Linked DNA regions of Rattus norvegicus: all the other regions are linked to region 1. Evidence: chromatin contacts called from public Hi-C data. All regions are on one chromosome and are shown on one strand. The core of a region is the stretch at or near the end of the contact, and the rest is flanking DNA. Distances in the headings are between cores, read along the strand shown.

Region 1 (4,330 bases), core at 878-3,377:
CTTGTGGTGCCAGAGGTCAGAATTCTACTGTTTCCTTCCCCTGGCTAAAGTCAAGATGGGAAGGAGATGTGTTTCTTGGGGAAGCACTTGGAGAGAGTGTGTTTCTGACTCTTCTGGGTTTTGGGGCTCATGGCCTCTTGCTCTCTTGTTAACTCCAGAAGCCTAGTGTCTTTAGATCTTTCCCCGTTACCGTTGAAACTTGGCCTTTCTTCTCCATAAGAACCTTTGTCACCAAAAAGAAGAGCCCAGGATTTATATCTCAAAAATCCTTAATCCAATTCCATCTGCAAAATCTTTCTGTGGTATGAGGTCATAGTGATGGGTTCTAGGAATGAAGTGGACATCTTTAGGCTTCGATATTTACCCTAATGTGCATTGAGTCAAACCCTATGTATTGATTTTAAATAAATAATAAAAAAAGATTTGCTATTGACAAGTCCATGTGATTTTATCCAAAACTTCTCAATGGGCACAATTACCATGAATGCTGGTGATAAAAGGGATGGTCAGGAGTGGTGGCCCACACCTATAATCCCAGCATTGAGAAGGTTGGTTCAGGATGACTGTGAGTCAGAGTCTGACCAGCTACACAGTTGAGTCCTTGTTCAGAAAGCATAGGAAGGGGGTGGTTTTGCCATCAGCTGCCAGCCCTGTGCTCAGCCTGTTGTTTCGGGAACAGTGTATCTGGCAATTTCTAGCCGACCATGTATGTTAGTGGAGGCTAAGGTCCTTCCCAGGAAGCATCCGTGGGTTTCTCGCACCAAAGCCACTTACCTCGCTATAGGTTCAGGTGAGGTCAGCACAAGGACTGTAGAAGGAGACCCTCCCTACAGAAGGAGGAAGTTCCTCTGTGAGACAACAAGACCTTCCAGTGGATATCACCACACTCTGTTGTGGAGAGGGCAGCATGGGACCCTTCTGTTCTATAATGTGTGAGAGAGACAGGAGAAAAATCACATACCACACAGGAGCTTGAGACTAAAGGGGAGAAATGGCTTTACACTTGTGTATCTTCTTCACTGTGAATTGGGGGGAGGGTACCAATTTTGATTTTCTACAATATTTCTTTTACCCACAAATCAACACATATCATCTAACATATGATCTAATACAGTGCCAAGCACAGAGACCCTAAGATGTCTATATTCAACATTACATTCAGTTATTTATCCTGGTCAGTGGGTTTTGGGGCACCCTTAACCTCCTTGTTACTAAGACTTCATTCTTCATCTCATTTTCACGCTGGTCTGTGGTTTACCTTTGCGTATATTTTCTTTAATGATAATTCTGGAGGGTCCCTCCCGGGCAAAATTCAAACTTTTATCTGTGGAGGAAAACCCAAGGCTGGTTAGGATCCGTGGAGGTAGAGAAAAGGGAGGCGACCCTCCTCCCCCAACTTCTGTGGGTGCCCTCTTCCAAGACATTCTCTTTATTACCAATTGCCTTCTCCAAGTGAGAAAAAAATAAACTAATTTTATATCTATTCAGTCCAATAAAGCTCATTGTCCTACCTCCACCCCCCGTGATAAGAGGCAGGAACAGTTCATTTTCCATTGCTAAGCAACGGCAGAAAACAGTGATCGGCATCTGTGCCCGGCCTCACCGGCTGATAGGGATCGCTGTCTAAAGTTCATGTTTGCATTCTGAAGTCAACAGTAATTGTAGTTCCCGATTAGTCTTCATTAGGATAGTTTATGGCTGGCCTAACTCCAGTCTCCACTCAGTGGTTTGAATGTACTGTCTTCCTAGGGAAAGAAATATTTGGCAGTAAAAACCCTTGTGCGGATTTCCTCCGCTCATTTCCCTTCGGTGGGCCAGGAAAGTACGGTCCACACCCGTAGTTCCCTGGCCTGGGACAGCAAGGCCACTGTTGGAGGCATTGGAGGAATCGGGTGGAAAAGAAGGCTGTGTACTCCTGGGCTGGCTTCTGTCTACTCTACGGAAAAAGTAGGTCAGTGGCGCACAGGTCTGTTTGGTAAAAGAGTTCTTGCAATTTGGGGCCCAAAGCACGACCCGTCTTTCCAGAGCAAAGGTATGTAGGGCCTTTCTTTCCATAGACCTGAGTCTCCTGCCCGCCTGCCTGGCTCAGGAATGGGTCAAACACTGGCTTTACTGTAGTGGTTCAGTCTCAGCCAACTTGAAAGCGCCGCTCTAGGCCACCAGCTCCCAGGTGTTGACTCACCCTGAGGCTGAGAGCCTGGCAGCCTAATATGGCAGCAGCCCAGGCCCTTACATAACTTGCCCTTTTAGCCCTAGCTCAAAGTTCCAAGGCTGATCGGGGAAAACAAATACAGAAAACAGCTTCGAGCAATTCATGAGCGTGTTACCCTCCTTTTTAGACCCCATCCTCAGACGTCTGTTTACCCTCAGCACTTTTCAGAGACAGTGTGGCTCCTGACTGCCCTCCTATACCCCATCCCCTAGAGTTGCATTGGATTTCTTAGAGCCGTGGTGGAAAACAAGCCTACTTGCGCCCCCTAGTGTACATGCGAATCAAAGCATTGCAAATTGAGTACCAAGAGCTTGCCGCCTCCAAGAGATTGGGGCAGCCCCGTGTCTTGAGGTCTAGGGCGGGGACCAGAAACCATACTTAAGTCTTGTCCTCCACCCCACCCTCACCCAGTTGTGCTCTTCTTGAGCCTTCCGCTTGTAATCTAAATCAAGTACTCGAAACGCGCCAAGCTCATGGGAGACAAGGGAATCTTTGCTAGTGGCGGACAGTGTGGCCGGAAACAGACACTATCGAGTCAAAGTCCAGTTGTTTTGCTACAGTCGTTAAGTTGTGCCATCCGTGTCTCTCAGACCCTTTGGGGTGATGATTCCCTAACAGAAGGAGAAACTCTGAATTGAACAGCGAGTTTCTTGGAACCTGATCATCTTGTACGTCTTCTGTCACCAAAGGAAGATAGGAGAGAGTCCAAGAAAATACACAATCTGGTCAGAATCTGAGGTAGGGGCACTGAGACCTGAGGAGGGTACCAGGAACCATGAGGACACTAGGAAAAACTGAAAACCATCTTCTCAGGGTAAAGAGGAAATTTGCCTCCAGAAAGCTTGGATCCGCAACCTGAGTAAGTTACTTGGACACTCTTCCCAGGTTGACTCACTTGATTGAAGTCAAGCGCGGGCTGGCAAATGCATTTCATATCCTGCACCAACCTTAGTGAAGTATGAAGCCTAAAATGTTGAATTGAGAGTGTTCCTGAAGGTTCAGTTTGATAAAAAGTATCGTGATTGATTAATAATGTCTGCTGTGAGCATAGAACATATGAGTCCTGGCATACATGGTGAACATGCAAGGAAGTAGGGGCGTGTGTGTTTTGTACAGAAGATATGCCATAGTATTCATTATTTTCATTATAAGTGGGATTAAATTGATTCCTAAGTTTTCTTGGGTCTAGAGAACTTATTCTCACCATTCCCCTCCTTACTCTGCAAAACCCCATGACTGACCAACCGGAAGGCTGACGTGGGAGAAAAACAGAATGGCGGTGAGAATATGTCTGAGTTTCTCCTCTCCTAAGATACAGAGTTATGACACCACGGAGGGATTAACCGAATGTGACTGCAGGCGCAGAGAGCTAGCAAGTGCTTTGAGCATGTGGAGAAAGGGCGGGACCGTCCAAAAGCTCCTAAGTAGTTTACAGACACCCTTGTGAGTTACTCAGTCCAGAAGAGCTCACTGGAGAACAAGGTCACTGCCTGCACATCATAAACACAAGACGTGGAAGAGGTGGCTCCAGGGTACAGTGCTCAACTCCCTCTGACCCCGCAGACTGTTACACAGCCTCCTGTGGAAGAGAGCAGAAGTGATGTATCTCCTTCCCCGTTCTATTTGGTTGATGTCCTCTCTCTGTGTGGTTGCCACATCTTTAGGGAACTCACATAGCACCTCAGGCTGTCCTTAAGGCGCCTTTCACCATCTGAACTAAGTATCTGTAAAACGATTTGCACATCAGTTATTCTCTGCTAGCCTGGAAGGCTCGAGAGAAGTCCTGAACGTTATTTGTCACCGCGTCCTAGGGACCACCTAAAGGACTTCCTAGCACAGAGTAGATACTCAACAAATTAATGAGTTGGGTGTTGGGGGGTGGTGGGATGAATGGATGGAGGAATAGATGAGTGAAAGAAACTTTCAGAAATTAAAGATTGCTGGGGTTGGGGATTTAGCTCAGTGGTAGAGCGCTTGCCTAGCAAGCACAAGGCCCTGGGTTCGGTCCCCAGCTCCAAAAAAAAAAAAAAAGATTGCTTTCTCTCTTTGCCAACCCCAGGGAAAGATCTAGAGTCTTAGATCTGGTCTTACCCAGCAAGGGAGAGGATCAAGAAGGCC
Region 2 (4,330 bases), core at 809-3,308, 280 kb before region 1:
CTGTCTTTCCATTTTAATTAGGTAAGATTTTAGTGTTGTCCAGTGAGCTGTATTGTACAGTGAAACTCTACTAAAGGATTAACGTAACTATCATCAGCTATAACCTATTTCACTTTATTCTGATCCCCCCACTTCTAATCCTCATAGTGAGATAATTTATAGCAAATCTTATCTCTCTTGCAAGAGGACTAAAAGACACACATAGCCACAAACCCATGTAGTTATAACACTGTCTCCCATTCCTGTCTTTCATACACAACCGTAGTGTTGGGATGTACCTGATGGTCCATCCAACAGCTCACCCGTTCAGACAGGGCCCAGTCATCCGATCTCACTGCTGGGTCTCCCAGGGTCCTTCCCTGACTAACTAGGAAGGAGAGGACCTTGTGCTATATGCATACGCTTCGTTCTCCTTCGTGTGTCTTTCCATGGAATTGTCACGTGTACTCTGTTGTTGTAAGTGGTTTATCTTGTCTGCTCTGACCTCTGAGACACCCCAGCCTGTGTGCTTCTTTGTTTCATTGATTACCCAGAATGTTCTGGAACATTAGTCTTTGCCTGTGAATTGGCACTGTGCTCCTGGTGAAATGCACCCAGATCCTTCCTGTGACGTGGGACCTGCTTCTTCCTTCTAGTATTGGGTAGAGAATTCTAACCTTCCGTAGAAGGGATGGCAACGGTGACCCGTGGAGGTGTGGCTTTTATTGTTGTTGTTTGTTTGCTTGTTTGTTTTTTAACTTTACCTAAGTATCTGTTTTGAAGTCTGTGTTCATTAGTTTTAGTTTGTGGGTTATTTTTAAGGATTTCCTCCATCTGTAGAGATGAATTTGATAAGGTTCCTCCCAGAAATATGATTCACAAGTAAGAGAGTACTGGCGTCATTCCTGAGTGGTCCGTGAAACTTCTTAGAACTCATTCATTTAACTCATTAGCATAGGCTTGTGTCAGACAAGGAAAGGAAATTCCAGCCTAGTAGGGGAGGTGAACTTGCAAAGCAGTGGCTTTATGAGGTTGCATAGACCCTTGCTCCTTGGGTCGTCTGAAAGAGGGTGAAGGAGTGACTGCAGCTCCTTGGTTTTTATGCAGACTGATAATGGGGAAGGCAGAGGTGGCTCACAGTGTACTGGCCTGGGTATTAGAGAGTGGGGTATTAGAGACTGATAATGGGGAAGGCAGAGGTGGCTCACAGTGTACTTCCTGGATATTAGAGACTGGGGTTCTAGAGCTGACTTAGTTGGAGAGGCTCTGTGATCTTGGGCGATCTCTGTTCCTCTCCCACCACAGACAGCTCCATGCATTTCATGCTTCCTCAGTGTTTACTTAGTGACTGGTCAGCAGAGCTGGTACACCTATCCCAGGCTTCCAGACCCACAAAGAGAGCTATCACCTTCCCTGTGTATGCCTCGGAGAGACACATGGGGTGAGTCCTGGACTCCCGTCAACGTCGGCCAATGTTGGCCAACTGCAGGCAGTCGTCACTGGAACCTGGGAATCAGTGTTTGATTTCTGAAACAATTGAGGCCAGAGCTGGGGCCAAGTCCTTTCTTTGCTGGGTTAAGTCTGCTGAAGACCCCTCCCCACAGGAGCAAAGTGACTGGGTTGTGCGTGGCCTTCCAAGGCCTTTCCTGCAAAGACATCCTAGGGGACGACGCAGCTAGGGAGTCACTTGATGCGATTCATCAAGACCCTGTGTGTCCTTGGGGCCTTTCTCATCTCCTCTGTCATCCAGTCAGCTGGTGGGAGCCAGCTCTTCCGAACATGAAGTCTTAAGGGACCCCGGGCTTAGATAAGGACAGTGACGTCAAGTGTCCTCTGGACCTACTGAGGTTCTAAGACCAGCTGTCACCATGCAGGCCTCACAGAGCACACACATCTGGCCAGATGTTGTAGTCTGGCACATGGACCAAGGGCTCTGGTTTTTGTTCTTTCTGCCTGCTCTGCTTTCTCTGTCTCTACATTTCCTAATGATACCTCTCTTCTCACAGGTCTAAGAGAACACTAGGTGAAGCTGGGCCTCTGCTTGTCCCTGGTCTACACAGGTCCGACCTCTGATCTGTCTCTTTTGACTTTTGGTTGTTGGTAGCTGTCACTCTGTCCTCTCTGGCCCTGGGGACAAGCTGCGGTCTCTACAGCTGTGATTGGTTGCCAAAAAGCTACTGTGTTACCTACCCTGAATTTTTTTTTTATTATTATTAACTTGAGTATTTCTTGTATACATTTCCAGTGTTATTCCCTTTCCCGGTTTCCGGGCAAACATCCCCCTCCCCCCTCCCCTTCTTTATGGGTGTTCCCCTCCCCATCCTCCCCCCCATTGCCGCCCTCCCCCCAACAATCTAGTTCACTGGGGGTTCAGTCTTAGCAGGACCCAGGGCTTCCCCTTCCACTGGTGCTCTTATTAGGATATTCATTGCTACCTATGAGGTTAGAGTCCAGGGTCAGTCCATGTTTAGTCTTTAGGTAGTGGCTTAGTCCCTGGAAGCTCTGGTTGCTTGGCATTGTTGTACCCTACCCTGAATTTTATGAAGACAATCCTGCCTGACTTCCTCCTTCCCGTGTGCAATGTTTAGTTGTGCTATTTCTTAGTCCTGTGGGAGAGGGTGAGGCTTGTTGGGGAAGCTCCACAAATTACCCGGCCATAGCAGATCATTGGTCTGTTTGTCTTCAACATTTTGGAGACAGCCATGCAGGATGGCAAATCCCGCACTCAGACAGGAGCTCACACTTGGTCTCACTGTTGGATTTCCCAGGGTGTTTTGTATTGTTTTCCCAAGTGGGACTTAAAAGGTAAGTTGAGTTCTTCAGCGACTGCTCTGCTTTTTGTGAGTGTGACCTTCTTTGGAAGTAGGTCTTTGAAGATATAATCGTGCTTAAAGTGGATTGGGATGGTCCCTATTTATATATAGGGGAGAGTCATCCCCCCTCCCCTCCACCCCCACACACAGGAAGAATGCCATGTAAGGTTGGGGCAAGATTCTAGAACTATCAGAAAATACACTTCGAAGTGGCCTTAATACCCAGCCTTGGCCGTGCTTTGTGACTGGGGCCCTAGGAAGCAGATGCAGTAGTGAAAGAAGGAGCAAGAGTACAGGTGCCTTCCTGTGCAAACCTGGCAGCTCAGAGAACCCCCCTCCTCCAGCCCGGGGAGAGGCCCTTGAACTTGAGTCCGCCCAGGTGGGGCTGACTGTGTGCTTCATAGGAGATGAGACTGAGGCTGTGTTTGTAGCTATGCAGCCGGGCTGTTGGTAGATTTGGGTCTGAACTGTGGTCGGTTTCCTGAGCTTAGGACCTTGTGTGGCTTCTGCCTCACCCATCTATCCAAGGGAGGTCATTAGGAACATGAATATGTTTGCACTGAAAAGGAAGAGGCCAGCCTGGGGTGGGGGTGGGGGTGGAGGACAGAGGCTTGGGTGTTTCTCTCACGGTCCACAGGCACTGATGCCCAGTAGGGAGGTCCGAGGTGGCCTGGGCATGGAGCTCTGCCTGGGACCCTTGTTGATAGGCCAGGCACTCCCAAACTGCCCTTTCATTAAGGTCAGTGACTCCACCAGGGTGCGAGCGAGCTTTCTTCATCACTCCTTCCTCCTCTTCCTCCTCTTCCTTTCTTCCCCCCAAATGAAAGCATTTTTAGAAGACTTTTTCCCTATCGGGATGATAGTAGGGGGCGTGGCTTGGACTTTTGTTTGGTTTCCAGATTTGAAAAGGAATTGTCCTGTTTAAAACACTGACAACACCCTGCCGAAGTCCACCGAAGTTTTGGGACCGGATGTACTTACTACTCCCTGGCTTTGACCTCTGTAGATCGCTAGTGCCGAGTGCCCAGCTTGCAGGTCACCTGTCTCCTCTGGCCTGCCTCTGCTGTCCTGGGGGTTGGCTCACTGGGCCTGGAGGGTGGCCTTTGCCTCCTGGATACTGGAGACTTGGTTAGCACTCCAGGACACACTCACTGTCTAGCATCTTTAAGGAGGTAAATGCCATAAAGGTGCCTTGTGTGGAGTCAGGGCAGCTCTGGTTTGTGGATCGTCATCCACAGAGGTCTTTCGGGTGGGAACATAAAGTCACGAGATTCAGCATGCTTAACGGTGAAAGCCGGAGTCAGATGGACTCTTGGTACGGAGTGGAGGGCCTGGCCGGAGTCCTCTGGAGTTTTGAATGTATTGACTATTTTGTTCTTGTTGATACAATGTTTGCATGACCTCAGTTTACTGAGCATCTGAAGGCACTTTTGTTGAGTTTAGTAATAGCTTGTTATTTCTGAGAGGCACTTGTGTTCTGGACCCAGGCTGCTTTTGGAGGATGGGGCTCACTTCTGCCTTCAGACAGAAGGTCCAGG
Region 3 (4,330 bases), core at 1,061-3,560, 260 kb before region 1:
TGCTTAGTGTTGTTTACCTTGCTCTCCCCCATGTCTCAAGGCCCACATCTGGACACTATGGCCACTTGCTAGAATGACTTCTCTCTGTTCTTTCCCCACCCCCTTCCCCAGGATTGTGTAACTTCTAATGTTACCAGAGAAGTTAAATGGACTTCCTGGCTCTTGTGGGCTGGGTGTGGCTCCCAGTGCTCTGTGTTTGCCGGCATCGCAGGGACCAGAAAGACTATCTCTGACATGCAGATGAAGAAGCGTGTGAAGAACACAACCTCCAACCCAAGTAGCACAGCGTCTTAGCAATGCAGGCAGGAACGCGCACATGCTGTTAGGGCCCCCCTTCTAGAATGTTCTCCAGAGAAGCTCTGGCATCACCCTTGGTTCCCTCTTAAGGCCATGCAGGCACAAAATGGTGACCTCTCAACCTCAGGAGCTGCACTCTATGCCACAGAGAGATGTAGCAAGAGGCGTCAGTACCTTGGTGGCAGGGGCTGTGGGTAGCCAGCGGTGCACTGGGGGCGTGAGCTGAGTGTGTGCACATGCGCTGTGCAGCTTTAAGGCTCTCTTCCCTCAGGCCTCATCTTTTCTCACCTTGATGGTCCTGTGGCCTCCTTTGGCCATTAGAGGTATTCCTTTATAGTTTATGGCCTGCCTTCTTCTAGAGGCCCTGCACTAGGAATATGGATTCTCTGCACCTCGCCCAGCATCTCTTGCCCTTTTGTTCCCCACAAATGACGTTAAGTGGCCTGCTTCCCACATAGCCCAAGAAACACCCTTAGCTTAGGCTGAGTGAGCATGATGGGACTGGCTCTGAGGCTACTACTGCCAACCACTGCCCCCTTCCCCAGCTTCCTGGCAGATTGAACTTGAGGATCTGAGTGCAAACTGAGAGGAGAACCAGGCCCAGTGTGTAGGAAGCTATGTTGTAGCCTGGTAGGCCCCAGGGGTTAGCCAGTCACCGGGGTGAAAGGAACCTGGACCAGTCCAGACTTTTAGCCTCCTGAACCCGGGCAAAGTTTGTCCATGTGTTATGTGGCAACATGATAGAAATTCCAGCTGAGGCCCCTCCAGAAAGCTTAGTGTTACCTGATGGCAGGTGAGTGAACTTAATGGTTTCCAACTGCTATGTGAGAGCATCTCCTGACATAGAGCACAGGGGCCCAGAGCCTCCCACCTCCACCCATTCCCAGTTGTGCAGCCCTTCCCGAACCTCTGCTCTTTACTTTCTCCTCTGAGCCAGGCTGCTCCCCACCCTGTCCAGGAGGGGCTGTGGGGCTGCTCTTCAGAGCAGAGACCTCTGATAGGAAGCCCAAAACTCGCACACGTCACACACACACACACACACACACCCCGGGAGGTGCATGGGGACAGAGCTCAGCCTCTCACTGACTGTCCTGGCTGTGACTGGCTGTGACTGGATGGTTCTGTAAAGCTTCTGCTCCACTCTCATCCATCCCTTCCTCTACCGTCTGCATCTGAGCAAATGCCTTCTCTAGACCGGTGAGAAGTAACCTCAAGCAAGCTTCTATGTGTGATTACATTTTATTCCTCGTGTATATGTGGATGTATGTTATGTATGTGCAGATGCATGTTTGCATATGTATGACCACATGTGTGTGGGGTATATGTGCATGGGTGGTGCTGACACTGATGTCTGGACTCATTCATGGTTGCTTTTACACTCTATTAGTTGAGGCAAGGTCGCAGCACTCACCACTATGGCTTCTGCTCCTAGCCAGCTTGCCTGGGGAGCCTTTGTCTCCGCCTTCTGAGGCTGGAGTTATTGACCAACTCTCATGCTCATTTGTGGATTCAGGGAATCCAAACCCTGCCCTCATAATCAACCATTTAGCCAGCTCCCTAGCTCAGACAGACACACAGACAGAGACAGACATACAGAGACAGAGAGACAGAGGCAGGCATATACAAAGACAGACACACACACACACACACACACACACACACACACACACACACACACACACACACAGATGTGTGAGTTTTAAGCCCTTTATATTATCTCACAGTTAACCAGTACCTGCCCCTGTGCTGTAGCTGTGTTTGGAGAACTGCGTTAACAAGATGGCCATTTACTTCATGACCTTCCCTTCCTGGTAACAAGAGCAGATAGTTGTTGTGCTGTTGCTAAGTGCCGAGCCCAGTGTTGTCTTGTTTCATCCTCACCACAGGCCCAAGAAGCAGATGTTGTTACAGCAGTTCCATTTATAGACCAGAAAATTGGAGCTCAGAGCAGTTAACTATCTTGCCCAGGGTCACACAGCTGAGAAGTTGAAGTAAAACTTGGACTCCAGTCTTTAGGACTCAAGTTTCCATGCCAACCAAGCTTAAGGGCTGCCCTTTGAAACACTATTGAGTAATGCGCTTTATGGCTCAGAAAAATCAGTCAGTGTTGGCCCTGCACGTAATACAAACGCAAAATGGAGGATGGTAGGCCCTGTGGTGCCTTAGTTTGGTCAAGAAGTGTTGTAAATTGCACTACACAAGTACACGGCATAGTGAGGCACAGCCCCGCTAATGATTCATTGCTTCATTACTGATGAACACGACTTTTAGTGTGTCTGTTCATCTCCCCTCTCTCTCCTCCCTACAGGTGCTCCCTACAGGCTCCCTGTCTGGGAGCATCTGACTTAGATCTCCATTGGCGCCCTCTCCCTGAGTCCAGAAGGATCAGCCCAAATCTCTTATCAGAAAGTCCCCTTACCTGGGCCCTTCTCTTGCTGGAACCATAGAGGTTTTGAGTTGAACCTGAGCACAAGTGTGAGGCTCTAGGTCAGAGGGAGCCAGCGGTGCAGTGGCTTTGCACATGAAGCCTCCTTGAAGCCCAGCCACACTCGCTGGTTACATTTCTGCTTGCTTTTGTGTTGTCGTGGTTGCCAGGGTGGAGCTGTGTTGTCAACAACAGAGACCATGGACTTGAGAGATGGAAAGATTCTGTCTGGCCCTTTAAGAAAAAGTGTACCAAACCTGGCTGTAGCTAAACCAGTTGACAATAGAAATGTTAGGAGCTGGACCACTTCAGAGCTGGCTACAGGGTCAGTGAGGGTACAACAGAGGGAAGATGGGAGGCCAAGTTTGTGTTCAGTAGATATTTTCCCCCTTCATTCCCACCCCGCCTTTCTTTCTTTGTGAGACAGGATCCTTTGTAGCTTAGGCTGGTCTCAAACCTATATCTGAAGAGGACCTTGATCTCTTGGTGCCCTGCCTTCACCTCCCGGTGTTGGGATCACAGGTCCTAACCTCCACGCCTGGTTTTATTTAGTATTGGGGATTGAACCCAGAGCTTCAAGAATTCATAGACTGAGCATCCCCAGTAAATTCTTACAAATACCAATACCTTTAGTAGGTGGGGTCAAAGGTTAGGAATTCAACAGCATGTTGGATTTTTCTCTTGTCTTTCTTCTTCTAAAGCTTTCTCCCTTTCTCCTTCCCTTCCTCCTGTTCCTCCTCTCCCTCCTCTTCCCTCTGCCCTTACACAACTCAGTGCCTGTTGTCTTTAGATCTGATTACTGAGTCTGACCCAGACTTCTGGGCAAGCCGTGTCACCACCGCCAGTGTGTGTGTCCCTCACACAGCAGCGCGTCCTTGTCCTTTTGCTTCCCAGCTAGTGGGAAGCTTACCTTTACACCTCTGTGGAACCTAAGCTTCATGAAGGCAGGCAGCCCCCTTCTTGTGTGGCTTTTATTCATTAATGTCTCCTCCTCGGTGACTGGCAATGAATTAGATAAGAAGGGAACTCGTGAAGGAACAGACAAGTGAGTGCTGATTGATTGGTCATTATCAAGGTTGGGTAATGTTGGAAGTGTCCCCAGAAATGGCATGTGAGAACCATCAAAAAGTTGCTCAAGGTCACGGAGAGTACACACCCTCTTCCCTCTCATTTTAAACCAGGCTCCTGATGGCCACATTGCCCAAGTACAGCTCCTGAACACCACATTGAGTATGTCTGTCTTTACTGTCAGGAAAGACCTTTACCGTGGAAAGGGATGAGAAGGACCAAAGTTCCCGGCCGATATTGCCTTAGACTGATGTTTGCCGAACACTGTTGACCGACCCCCAGCTAGACATATCCTACCTTTTAACCAGAACATAAATACACGTTGCTTGCATGTATGTGCACACACAAACATCTCATTGCATGTTACTACCGGTATTTTCTGCTCTTTTCTGTTTGATTTTATCCAGTCCTTTAAAACAATCCTAGTTCTGACCTATTACGTTGGTTTCATGACCTGTTAGGGCATAGTGTCATATAGTTTGAAAAAATTAAGTTGACAATCTAGTGCTCTAATGCTAGGGAGATGGCCCAGCAGGTAAG

The links. Hi-C and Micro-C count contacts between places; a contact is called where the count stands out from the background.
Region 2: a contact with region 1 is called in a Hi-C map of liver, with 5 times the contacts expected there. The contact joins two enhancer-like sites. A contact is called at or near these places in 2 of 12 Hi-C or Micro-C datasets (liver and mammary epithelial cells).
Region 3: a contact with region 1 is called in a Hi-C map of liver, with 4 times the contacts expected there. The contact joins two enhancer-like sites. A contact is called at or near these places in 2 of 12 Hi-C or Micro-C datasets (liver and prefrontal cortex).

Annotation. Positions count from the first base shown.
Region 1 is chr6:124,096,443-124,100,772 of GRCr8, reverse strand. LOC102550434 (a long non-coding RNA gene) reads right to left here. Exons shown (of 10, transcript XR_010052802.1): 3 at 1,604-1,745; 4 at 1,259-1,324; 5 at 775-923. Among named protein-coding and RNA genes, the nearest start is that of Cpg1, 57 kb to the right of the region's middle. Within about 2 kb of position 2,127, at least 24 of the 93 cell types and tissues checked have an H3K27ac peak or open chromatin away from gene starts, as enhancers often do. A contact at or near this core is called in liver, where this site is marked.
Region 2 is chr6:124,378,414-124,382,743 of GRCr8, reverse strand. All of the region lies in intron 3 of Foxn3 (forkhead box N3), which reads left to right. Among named protein-coding and RNA genes, the nearest start is that of Foxn3, 190 kb to the left of the region's middle. Within about 2 kb of position 2,058, at least 16 of the 93 cell types and tissues checked have an H3K27ac peak or open chromatin away from gene starts, as enhancers often do. A contact at or near this core is called in liver, where this site is marked.
Region 3 is chr6:124,356,166-124,360,495 of GRCr8, reverse strand. All of the region lies in intron 3 of Foxn3 (forkhead box N3), which reads left to right. LOC102550790 (a long non-coding RNA gene) reads right to left here. Exons shown (of 2, transcript XR_593158.4): 2 at 1-4,330. Among named protein-coding and RNA genes, the nearest start is that of Foxn3, 210 kb to the left of the region's middle. Within about 2 kb of position 2,310, at least 6 of the 93 cell types and tissues checked have an H3K27ac peak or open chromatin away from gene starts, as enhancers often do. A contact at or near this core is called in liver, where this site is marked.